Regions from separate parts of the Mus musculus genome. Here region 2 is linked to region 1. A link is a contact called in public promoter capture Hi-C data. All regions are on one chromosome and are shown on one strand. The core of a region is the stretch at or near the end of the contact, and the rest is flanking DNA. Distances in the headings are between cores, read along the strand shown.

Region 1 (6,399 bases), core at 699-3,198:
GGCAGTACATATTTATGGCTACCTGCATAGCAACTGTCAGGATAGTCCCATTGGAGATCCCTGAAGTGGCAGCTAGAAGTTTCTCAACATAAGCTCCAGTTCTTGCCCCTTGCTTAGGGATGAAAGGGCTCAAACCATAATAAGCTAAGATGATCTTTATTGGAGACAGCCTGGCATCATCTCCTTTGGCTGGCAATCTGAATAAATCTTTCTTGCCCCTGTCTTCAGCTCATTAGACACGTTTCCTATCGGCAAAGAGGAAAAGGTTTAGCAACACTTGATCATCTAAAATCATGGTGTCTGAGTTTGGCAGCAGGCTACACACGTTGTTTGTTTGCCATTATCTGTGCTTCTCAAGATACAGGGACAAGCTTTGCACAGTGTCAGTATGGTAGCCAATGAGGGTTATCCGAGGCTCGATTGATTCAAATTGAAAGACACAGGGACAAGAATTTGACACCTAGAAAATACCACTAATTGGCTTTGATTCAGAAACCCAAATGGCCAATGGGGTGGGCCATGACCTGGTAGGTGCTTGGAGAACTCTCAGGCACTGCTACCTCCCAGGAGCCAGGCAGCAGCCCAAAGGCCAGCCTGGATGTAGGGCATACCAAGGCTGTGCCTATCTTCTAGAGAGAACTGGACTTCCCTGTTGGAGCTTCTCTTCACAGCAGTGTTTGAGGCAGGGAAAACAACGAAGTCCCTTTTCTGTGTTCTCTTATACCTTAGAAAGGGTTTAAATATTTATCAGATCCTTGCTGGGTTGGCCTGCTTAAGCAGTGGGTCTTGCTGTATAAGGTGACATCTGTAATTGTCACAGATACAGTAAGAGGATCTGTTAGCATGGTTTGAGAAACTGGAGGAACCTGTGCCATGCCTAACATGAACTTCACCGGGTTAGAATGTTGATCAACAGCAGTTACATCATGTAACTAGTGTGTGAAGATGGTGTCCCCCTCTTTTCTTCCCCCTTAAAGTCATACATGCACATAATTTAAAAATGAGAACTTGTGATGGGAAATGCCAAAAAGCTGCCCAAGTACAGCTTTGTTGTTAGCCTTCTATGAGATATGTATCTGTGCCTCTGAGAAGTACTGCAGAGTCTGGAGGGGCAGGTGGCTCACCCGAAGCCCACTCTGAGAGCAGTAACTTGCCTCTTGGGTATGTGGGATTTTTTTCAGCCTGGGAATGTTCTACCTAAGCCCACAAATCCATTTTCAGCCTTCAAACTACATGTGTCTTTACATCTGATAACTGGGTCTCCTGCTCAGGGCTTCAAGAGCTCCTTCTATGCCTTCTCATTTGATTGACATCCAGGCTTTTAGAAGGGTTCTGGGCAGACACCCTGCTGAGCTCCACTTTCACCTGCAGATCCAGGTGAGCTTGGCACCCTCCTCCTGTGTGCTGATGACAGTTGGTCTTTTTCCTTGGTTTCTCTGAGCTCTAGATCCCCATGTGTCTCTGCCATGGGCATGATGCTCTTGAAGCTCCGCTATAGCTCTCTCACATCATGTGTTATGTATGCCAGGAAACATTTGTGAACCCCCGAAAGATCACCAAGGAGCTGAATCCAATGCAGTTGCATTAGCGTCTCCTTATTCAAGCTGGAGCTTGGGCTCCCAGGCATCCCTTGCACAGTAGGAAGGTGGAGCCCTGAGCCTAGTTTTAGGCAAGCATGATAGAAGCAAGAAGGGACTATCTGACTGGGGAGCCATTATAACCTTTAACATAATTGGCTGGTACTGGGAACCAAATCATAAACTTAACTTCTGTTTTCTTCCTGTTTGGTGGTTGCTAAGAAGTGAGGTGTTTGTTAGGGGCAGGCTTTTAATCTGGAGAAACAGATTTGTTGGGGAATAACTTGGAAACTGGTACTAGGCACAGGTCTTGTGGAAGGGGGTGGGGGTGGGGTTGGAATCTGGTAACCTGGAAACTGGTGCTAGGTGCCAGTTGGTTAATAACTCACGTTCAACCTTAGGTTAGGTTTTCTAAGATGGAGTCTGAACCCAAACGATTTGGTCTCTCACATGCAGACTGGAATTGAACCTAGGTCATGTAGAAGGACAGCTAATGCTCTTAACCCTTGGGTATCTTTCCAGCACCCTATTTTTTTTTTTTTTTTTGAGGAACATCCATGTTGATTTGATTTCCACTCTGAATGCACTAATATATATTCTCACCAGCAATGATTATAGATGGTAGTGAGCCACCCTATGGTTTCTGGGAATTGAACTCAGGACCTCTGGAACAACAATCAGTACTCTTAATCACCGAGCCATCTCTTCAGCCCTGCTTTCCCCCTTTTCATCTTTTTTTTTTTTTTTTTTTTGTAGGAACCATCTTTTATTGGGGGAGGGCTCATCAATTCTTCTTGGCCGCCAACTTCCTCATGGCTGCCAGCACGTTGCTCAGCTCCTCCCGCTTTCTCTTGGCGCGGATGTGCGTGCCCACTCTCTTCTTGATGAACTTGAGTGCGCGCTTGTCCTTGGACACTTTGAGCAACTCCATGGCTCGCCGCTTGTAGGGCGCGAAGCCGCACACCTCCCGGATCATGTCCTGCACGAACTTGGTGTGTATGGTGGGGCGCCCACGTCGCCGGCTGTGTCTCGGCTTACTGACATTTTTTGTCACCTTGTGGCCCTTGTTGAGGCCCACGGCCATGGGGTAGCACAGAGCCATGGCTGCTGCTCTCCGATGGCGGCCGGGACAGGAAGCTTCATCCTTTCTTTTATTTTACAATATTTTAAATTTATTCATTTCATACATGAATGTAAGATATTTTGATCATGTTCTCCCAGCATCCCCTTCTTTTATTTACTTCTCACTCCCAACAGTTCTGTCTTTCCACTCTCATATCCTTTTTTCTTACTCTTCTCTCATATATAACATCTCAGCCATAGTTTCCCCTTCCTCTTCTCCTCCCAGTCCCTCCATCCCACCTCCCTTCTCCTTCAGATCCACCACTCCTAGAAAGCATCAGATTGTCTTCCAAGCAGCAAGGATGAGGGTCTCAAAGCCCACCCCTACACTTCCTCCAACAAGGCCATGCCTAATAGTGGCTGCCACTCCCTGGGCCAAGCATCTTCAAACCACCACACCTTGTAATATGAAGGTGTTCCTGTGTGGATGAGTTTATTTTGTCAACTCTTCTTTTTCTCAGCAACTACTAACTAACACAAACCATAGATACTTGTCCTTAAAGCTTTGAGACTGTCTACCATCAGCACTTGTAAGTCTCCCAGACCTTTTGAGCTCATTTCCATGTATGGGGTAAAGAGGGAGTCTAGCCAGGCAGCTGATCGTCCTAAAGCCACTTGTGGGGAGAATCTTATTACCTCGTGGTGTTGTTGTGACAAAATTTTCTTTCGTTTTGTTTGAAGGTTACAGTGGATTGAATTATAAACAACGTCATGGGGCAAGATTTCATTTTATGATGACAGTGTAAGTGAAGTGAATTGTCTGATACTGCCACCAGATGGCAGTAGTGCCCCATATTTTGCCTATTTCTTATTTCCACTTCCCCAAAAGTGGGAATAGGTTTTAACCAAATACCAAATATCCTCCACAAATCATTCTTTGTCTTTCTTGCCCTCTTGATGAACTTGACTTTGGCCACTCCAGTGCTGTGACTCTTGTTCCTCTGTTATTGTTTTCTTGGCTAGCTTGAGCCTGACTTTTCTGTTCCACGGTGAAGGGGTGAAATTCGTAGGGAGAGGCCATGCTTTGGGTTGCTGGGGAGGATGTGAAATAGAATTCGATTCAGACTCAGCGATAAGAGGTTCATGATATGAAAAATGGAGAGTTTGATCCAGCTGGTCTCAACTAACAAGAGGCCTGGCAGGAATGTGTGCTCACCGCAGGGCTACAACAGCTTAAGCCAGAGATCCCGGTCTGGTCTCTAGCTCTTGGCTAGTTAACTAGGGCTCAGGGTCTAACAACTTGCCTTGTCCCTCAGTCACATGTACTAGTTGGTAGGTAAGTATGATCTTGACTCATTAATATTATACAGACAAATTATTAGTTTGTCATCTAGTAAATAGCCAAGAGAAAATAAAGGTGATGAGTTTGGAAGGTCCTGATCTAAGGATGGGTTTTGGGTGAGGAAGTGAATAGGAAAAGAGGCCCACTCCCTCCTTTTGCATTGCTTGCTGGGTGAGGAAGGCCCTCCAGGCAGGCCTGCCTCCTGTGCTTCTCTCCACAGGATCTTTGTTGCTCTAAATGCCAGTCTGACAGGAACTTACGGATCCTCAGCTCTTCAGGTCTTTGCACCTCCCAACTTCTGCCTCTGCAGACCTTTGACCCCTGGGTTCAGTGCTACGGGTGCTTTCTCTTCTGCAGCTGGTCAGATGGCCCCAGGGCACCCAGAGAATGCACCGGAAACCCAGGAGTTGGACAGCAGCTTCCCCCAGCACAGAGCCAAGCAGAGGCTGACTCTGACCTGAAGTCTGCGCCCCTTTCAGCACTCTGGGAGCTATTACCACCTGTCCATCAGCGGCATCAAGGAGCCAGGAGTGATGACCTGGACAGTTCAGACTGTGGGAAGAGGTCCGCGCTTTGATGTGAGCCACAAGGTCAGGGAGGGAGCAGGAGGTGAGGGGGGCTTCTGTGGAAGACGCCAGTCTGTCTTCATCACCCCTTTCATCTCTTGATTCTCTGTGACCAGATTCCTCCACCCCCGCCTCGGGATTGCACTAGGCAGCATTGTGGGATTCCTGGTTCTAACACCAGTGCGTGGTCGTGCATGGTAGCCAGACCCACCTGCCTGTTACAGTGGGCATAAGTGGTTCACAGTGAGCATTTTATGCAGGAAATACCCAAGTCTTAGAACCAGAGAAGACAGTTTCCCCTGGGAAGTGGAGCATCGCCGTGTATGGAGGGGGTGCTGTCTTGGACACTGCAATCCTTTACCTCTGCTTCTAACAGGCACCTACTAGGCCTGATCGCACACCAGCAGTTGCAAGGGAATCACCAACTAGAGAGGACCTCCACCCTCACTGGTAGAGAGAGAGGTGGGGAAGGAGATAGGACAGATATGGGGTAGGGGGTGGGAGTTACCACTAGGAGCCAACCCTTTCTCTGTCTTAATTTGTGTGTGTGTGTTCAAATATACGTCTCATGAGTATGGGTGCTCGTAGAAGCCAGGTTTAAGATCTCCTGGAGTTAGTTAACAGTTACAAGCTGCCTGACCAGGGTGCTAGGAACCTAACTTGCGTCTTCTAGAAGAGCAGAAAATGCTTTTAACTGCTGAGCCAACTCTCCAATATCTCCCTGGTCCTTTTTTAGTTTAAACCAGATTTCCCTTGTCTCCTCCTTCTATGAATTAGGAAGAAAAGCCAAGAAGGGAAGAAAGCTTATAGGGCGTGTGATCTGAGTGGAGTCTGGCTTTCCTCACTCACCAGGACCTGAAAATGAGCAGAAATTGGATTTCAGTATTTGGCATCCCTTACCTGTTCAGAACGTTCTAAATGTACTAGCTTGCCTAAGGCTCTCAATAACAGCTGTGCAAGGAATATACTATTTCATTGAGGGGAAACACAAAGCCCAAGAGGGGCCAAATGGTGTCTTAAAGCCACGTCTGTATGCAGCAGAACCAGGTTTGTACTCATTTTGGAATCCTTGTTCTCAGCCTTGTGTTGTCCTGATGATCCAAGTGTTGTAGGAGCTAACACAAGTTTCTTGTCATTTCTTCCCCATCTTTTCAGATCCCAGCTTGTCACTGGCTATGCAGAGCCCTGAGCAAACATGGAGGTGTGTGGCCAGAGCAGGAAAGAGCATCATATCTATCATGGCAACAAGCCAGTCATGTCTCTATGTCCATACTGCTGCTAGCTGGCTGTGCCACAGTCTCTCTTGGCCTCAAGGTCCTTGTCCATCAAACAGGAAGATGAGACAGAGGCTATGATTTGTGTCTCTGGATAATGAAATCCCTGAGGTCTCTTTTATTTCCAAGACCATAAGTTTGGTAGTTAAAATTATTTATTTAGGAGAAGGAATAACACCTTCAGCTATTTGCCTGGAGTTCATAATTCCAGCATCTCAGAGAACAGAACTGAACTTGATATTCAAACTCAGCTTAGAATCCTGACTGCTTGTATGTTTGGTTTCTAAGGTGGGCCCCACATACAAGGTCCTGGCCATTCTAGGCCATTACTGGATGCCCCTCCATTTGCAGCACTGTGGATGACACTCAGGGTTGTTACAACAAAATGTCATAGCATGTGATGTGTGCCATATCTGTGAGATCTCATTAAAGCTTCACCGTAATCCAAAAAGGAGAAATTTGGAGCATGGGGAGATCGAGTTGGGCAGATTGCCCTCTGGGTTGCATCTAGACAGTGAGGAGGAGGCGATGGGAGCTTGTGTTCCAAGGCACTATATTGTCAGGCATCTTGAAAGGTG
Region 2 (6,587 bases), core at 2,596-5,095, 410 kb after region 1:
GTTTCAACCACTTCCCACACCTGAGTGTGTGAGACATGGAAGTAGTTGGGAGCTTCACTTAGCCATGAGTATCTATTATCCAGATCCAGAGAGTTTCCTTGACCCCACAGCTCTCAGGGTCCATAGTGCTGTGCTTCATTCTTGGTGGTCTTAGGTCCTTAGAGCTCTTCCCTTCTTGGGATCCTCTAAGAGTTCTCCAGGGAAACTGGTGCCTGGGAATCTCTAGAATCCCACAGAGTCCTCCCACAATCCCATATCTCTAGTCCATAGCACCAAAGATGGCAGAAGATCCTTATCTCTTTGTATCTCTACTAAAGGTCTTTCCACACCCTAACCCTTTCTCATCCTGGCAGAAGCATCCATGAACAAAATGAAGAAAAGCCCAATTACCCATTTTCTTTTTCAACATACACATCTCTTTTCAGGATGTCAGTGGTGCATACTTTAGTTGAGGTGGAATAAGAAGCAGGGAGAAAAACAAGATAAAGAATTAATAAATCTTTAGCTACACTGGTTATAGACTTTAGTGGGAAAGCTATAACCACTGGTCTGGTAAATGGACATGATGGACATGGTAAATGGACCTGTCAGCTTGCCTTCTAAATAACTGTGTTTGTCTCTCTAAACCAGTGTTGCTGCCTGCTTTTGTTAGAAAAGCTTCTTGCAGTGTTGAGTAGTAGCTACAGAGACTCATAACTTGTCATAAGAAAGCCATGAGTAGAATATCTGTATCACCACTTCCAAGGCTCAGGGAACATGGCAGAAGAGAGTATGGGAAGGCTGGAAGGGCTCATGGTTGGGGTGGAGTGCAGGGAAGTTCTGTTTTCTGGGAATAATCTGACTAATGAATTCTTGATTTCATGGCAGTTGTGCTTATCTGGGGAGGGGCTCATAAGGCCCCACCCTTCCGAGAGGACTCATAAGATTAGTGTTTGATGGGGAAAGGAGAGACATATCTTCATCCCTGTAAATAAATAACCTTTCATAGATGCTCCTCTAAGCAACTCTGATTAAACTCATTGAGCTACACACACACACACACACACACACACACACACACACACACACACGACATGAAAGTAGAGATGAGGGTAGTTGAGAAGGTGATCAGTGGAGTTGAAGACAAAGAGAGCAGATGAATATGATCAGAATACATTATATACATGTGTGAAAACATTAAAGCAAATCTGATTATTATGTATAATTACTACATGGTAATAAAAAATTCTGCCACAGAATAGAAGAAGGGAAAGGAAGGAGACATTTTTTTTGAATTTTAATTATTTCTTTCATCCTTAGTACCTTGTTATCCAATGTTAAACCTAGCTCTACTAGGTTTACCAACAACCCAAGCATGTGCTGATATTGGTAAAAAAGTTTTATTTTTTCACTTTTTATTGGTTTCAAAACAGGAAGGGACTTTAGAAAAAGGGTGCTTTCCCTCTGACATGTAGAAGGCAGAATCACGCGTTTGCAGACCTTTTTTGCAGGCTTGTCCTCAGGAGGTCATTGTGGAGAGGCCATCCCATCACCCACATCTTGGAGCACAGATAGATAGAAGCATTTAAAAATTTTCATTGCACATGTCTTGGCCCCGGCAGCATCTGAAGTCCACCAGATAGGGGCCCCATTTTATTTTTTTCACATTAGCACAGTTCTTTAAGCAGCCCATGAAATTTAACCATATGGTACCATCCCCTGAAGAAGAAGAGGGACAGATCAGCAAGCCCAGAAGAGGATTCTGCAAATCTCTTCTCCCCAACCCACATTAGCATCTAAAAATCACCATGTGGAGTTTGTACACCATTATTCAGATGTGAAGGGTTGGAAGCCATTGGAAGTTGGAGGCTACCCAAAATAAAAGAAATGGAACAGTTTTAGGATTTTTTTTTTTTTTTACTGGATGTAGAAAGGTCAACATGAGAGGCTTAAGTGCACAAAGGATTACCACTGTGAGAGTTTCTACTGTAAAATTCCAATGCTTGGATATCACAGAAGGTAGGAAACTAGAGAAATCACATGTCATCTTATTCAGAAGGAGATGTAACCAGTACATATTCGTGATACTGGCCCTTCTGTTTTCATAGCCTGGAGCCATTCATGCAAAACCTTGGGCAGATACACAGAGATTGGCTTTCATTACCAACCAGCTGGTCTCCAGAGAGTGAGTATTATCTCCATCTTTTCTGCATTTGACCCCACTCCCACCCCTGTTCCTCTCCAGGATTCTTAGTGTTGCCTTGAATATCACTCCTGCTTCAGCATCCACCACCATTTCTTTCTTTCTTTCTTTCTTTTTTTTTTTTTACCATAGTGCATCATGGGTTTTACCAGCTACTTTAGGAGTGAGGCTGACTACAGTAACCAGAAGCCCACCCCCAAGGCCCACACGTCCTGCTTTCTCTTCCCTGTCTTTGCTTCTTTATCCCACGACTCACTTTTGAAGACTTTCCCAGCCATACAGGCCTCTTCTGCTGTTGCAGTACATATTCCTCTTCCTCTGGTGCAATTTTCTCCAGGGAACTTGAGGTGGCACATCCTACACTGCACAATTTCCACAACTTAAAGAGAGACATGAGAAAGGATATTACTGGGAAAAAGCCCATTCACCACTTTGAGTGAAGCCTGTTTATAGCTGGGAGTGTCCCATCAAAGCACTAGAATGAGTAAAACCAAAAGGTTGGCAGGAGTTTATGGTCCCAGAGGCCTCAGCTTAGAAGATGGGCAGGGATAGAAAGGGAAAGGCACAAGGAAAAGAGAAACATATCAGTGCCAAGATGGTCAGGCTAGGGTGTTTTTTGTACTTACCATTGTTATTTTCATGAACCAGTACTTTACCAGCTGTTCAGGTGAGAGAAGGAGAACAAGTCTGCACTTCTGCCTAAGATTTACCCTCCCTTTGCACCTCTCTTTCCCCAGGACGCATTTTGCCTTCCATCTTGGAGTTTTTTGAGGTTTAAAAAAATCACCCTATAGCAGCTTATGCTGTCTTGTCCCACTTTTTTCCTTTATCCTTTCCATTTCTTTAGAGCCTCTGAGATTCTTCTTTTCACCCCTAAGAGATATAGCATAGACCAGAAGGAAGGGAACAGATACACATGATCGTTAATTTTAGCTTCTTCCTTCAGTTAAACCTCCATGATGGTCTCAGCTGGGATCTGACAGTGAGAACAGACCTCTGCAATTCAGGAAGTTGCTACCTTAGATTTGAACATCTGGTTTCTGTGAACCCCACATTCCACTTCTCTGGTCCTTTGTTCTTGCCCCCAGGATGATCGGTTTCTGCTCTAATTCTTTGTTAGCTCTAAAGACAGCTACCACTGTGGCTGAATCCTGCCAGAAGAGACTGCTCATTGTGGGAATTCCATCTATTTGTGGGCTACTTTTAGCTGCCAGTGCCCACTGCACTCTGCTCAGCCTCAATTCTCCCATCTCCATAGCCTTTTCTCACATCTGTTTCTACTTACGTTTGTTAGCATCACCTGGAAGTGACCCAGAGAAAACTGTTGAAAAAACAAAAAGGTAAAATTCATACCCTCTGTGAATATAATTTGTCATCCCCCACTTCACAGCTTCTAGGAATCAGTCAATCTGTTGGCAAACCATCTACTTCCTCCGTTGAGCAAGAGGGCTTTGGTTAGTGTCCCAGTGACCTGATAGTGTGTGGGTGGTAAGCATGACACACAGGAGCTGCTTTTTCTGCTGGGCTGCCAAGGCTGGCCTTTATCATGGGAGTTCTTACACACTCCTGGATCCTGTACACAGCTCACCAACTGGTGATTGTCATGACTCACCCTTCAAATAGCACAGAAAGATGAGGCATCTCAGTAATTGGGACTTGCACATTTTGGAGGCAGAAAGGTTCAGGTTAGGACAGGAAGTCCCACTATTTATACAGTGGTAAGGCTAGTTTCTTCAATAGGAGTTAGGGGTGGGACACTGAGAAGACATTAAAAGGCGTACCCTGATCCTAGGAAAACTAGTGACTCTAATGTCTTCTTTGTAACTTGGTGGAAGAGAGACTGACTAGGGAAGTCCTGGGCTTGATTTCTTCCATCATGTCTCTCAGGATTTTTGATATCCAGCTATGTAATCCTGTCATTATATCTCTCTGTGAAAGTACACAGAATAGATCAGGATTGTATCAGCAGGGACCAGAGTTACCTACACCAACACACTTGTAAAAGCTGAGAGAATATACAAGAAAAAGAATTAGAATGCAGCACCACAACACCCAGAGGCAGCTTCACTCCCAGGCAGTCTAACATGCGCAGGTTCAGAGAATCAGGTGAGGAGGACACAAGATCTGTCCCCTAACACTGGAAGTAACTGGGACCAGCTGGACTCAGGCATGCAGGAACTCCACCAGAGCAGTGGCACGGGTTTCTTTTGGTCTGTATGGTCTGGTGCCCTGAGAAGACCTTGGGCACAAACTCTGCAGCCATCCCCACAACACGCTGAGACGGCTCCTCTCCCAGGTGCTCTAACACACCCAGGATCAGGGGATCCCAGGATCCCAGGAGCTTGGTAACACCAGGATCTCTAGATCCCAAAGGCAGCTTTTTTCCCTGGAGCTCGGACACACCCAGGATCTCAGGATCATAGGATCACAGGATCACAGAGACAGCTTGACTCAGAGGAGTTCTGATACAACCAGGATCACAGGAATGACAGGCTCCAGACAGACATATCCAGGGAAGATAGCACTATAGATAACCAGATGGCAGGAGGCAAGCATAAGAACATAAGCAACAGAAGCCAAGGTTACTTGGCATTATCAGAACCTAATTCCCCCACCAAAGAAAGTCCTGGATACCCCAACACACCAGGAAAGCAAAATTCAGATGTAAAATCACTTCTCATGATGATGATAGAGGACATTAAGAAGAACATAAATAACTCCCTTATAGAAATACAGGAGAACATAGGTAAACAGCTAGAAGCCCTTAAAGAGGAAACACAAAAATCCCTTAAAGAGTTACAGGAAAACAATCAAACAGGCAAAGGAAAGGAACAAATCCATCCAAGATCTAAAAATGAAACTAGAAACAATAAAGAAATTATAAAGGGAGACAACCCTGGAGTTAGAAAACTTAGGAAAGAGGTCAGAAGTCATAGATGCAAGCATCACTAACAGAATACAAGAGATAGAAGAGAGAATCTCAGGTGCAGAAGATACAATAGAAAACATTGACACAATAGTGAAAGAAAACGCAAAAAGCAAAAAGCTCCTAACCCAAAATATCCCAGAAATTCAGGACACAATGAGAAGACCAAACTTAAGAATAATATATATAGAAGAGAGTGAAGATTCCCAACTTAAAAGGCCAGTAAATATAGAAGAAAACTTCCCTAACCTAAAGAAAGAGATGGCCATGAACATACAAGAAGCCTACAGAGCTGAAAATAGATTGGACCAGAAAAGAAATTCCTCCTGTCACATAATAATCAAAAAACCAAATGTACTAAACAGAAAGAATTTTAAAAGCAGTAAGGGAAAAGGGTCAAGTTAACATATAAAGGTATACCTATCAGACTTATAAACAGACTTCTCACCAGAGAGTATGAAAGCTAGAAGATCCTGGGCAGATGTCATACAGATGCTAAGAGAACACAAATGCCAGCCCATACTAGTATACTCAGCAAAACTCCCAATCACCATAGACAGAGAAAATGAGATATTCCATGACAAAATCAAATTTACACAATATCTTTCCACAAATCCAGCCCTACAAAGGATAATAGATGGAAAACACCAACACAAAGGTGTGAAACTACACCCTAGATGAAGCAAGAAAGTAATCTTTCAACAAACCCACACAAACATAATTCTACCTCTAACAAGAAAATTAACAGGAAGTAATAATCACTTTCCCTTAATATCTCTTAATATGAGAATTAATATTACCAACATATCCTAATCAATTGAAATTCAAAAATATGAGGAATTAGAAATTTGTTGGCTGTCATCCTGTGGTTGCTCTAATTTGGTAATTTGGTAAATGTCCGGAATTGTACAATCCATATAAACTTTATGCTTGTTTGTACATGACAGGGTCTTTCTGTGTGCCACAAAATGGTCTTGAAATCATGCTTCTCTATCTCAGCCTCTCTCTCAGTAGGATTGTTTATTTGATGTTTTTTCACTATACTATGGTTTTCAGAACAGCTTGCATGTTTAAAAATTATTTATACAGCCAAAAGAAATGTAGACTATTAATTTGAGAGGTGGCTTGTAAGAGAAAGAACAGCAAAGAGTGAGACTGAAGGCTTTGCTTGATATTTATAATTATTGTATCAATTTTGAAGAAGAGAACTTTATAAGTTACTCTTAGTCTGAGATAAATGCTTTTCAAAACCATCACAGCCAATGAGCCAGAATCTTACTCTCATCTAATGTCTGTGCCACCCTCCAAGCAGAACCATTGTTCAATGAAACATTTGATGAATGACTTCACGGATTGATCATCGTACTACACACACCATTTCTTAAATGAATGTAACCTGTTCCTTGCGGGTTGAGAATGACAGCAATCACTCAATTCAAGAAGTTTTGACCATAGCAGGAAATCTGTACCCAAGAATCT

The links. Promoter capture Hi-C pulls out the DNA fragments that hold promoters and counts their contacts.
Region 2: a contact with region 1 is called in a promoter capture Hi-C map of the C10 cell line. The contact joins the promoter of Pate1 here to the promoter of 4933422A05Rik in region 1. A contact is called at or near these places in 6 of 39 promoter capture datasets (the 3T3-L1 cell line, the C10 cell line, HPC-7-derived erythroid cells and 2 more).

Annotation. Positions count from the first base shown.
Region 1 is chr9:35,279,157-35,285,555 of GRCm38.p6, forward strand. 4933422A05Rik (RIKEN cDNA 4933422A05 gene) reads left to right here and starts at 1,949. Exons shown (of 5, transcript NR_040715.1): 1 at 1,949-2,050; 2 at 3,381-3,441; 3 at 4,202-4,559; 4 at 5,325-5,594; 5 at 5,703-6,267. Gm33838 (a long non-coding RNA gene) reads right to left here. Exons shown (of 3, transcript XR_379269.3): 3 at 6,358-6,399. It also overlaps the pseudogene Gm5614.
Region 2 is chr9:35,683,526-35,690,112 of GRCm38.p6, forward strand. It overlaps Pate1 (prostate and testis expressed 1), which reads right to left and starts at 3,846. Exons shown (of 5, transcript NM_001199953.1): 1 at 3,795-3,846; 2 at 3,468-3,503; 3 at 2,809-2,841; 4 at 2,439-2,561; 5 at 1,554-1,698. The coding sequence starts at 3,846. The coding sequence ends at 1,565.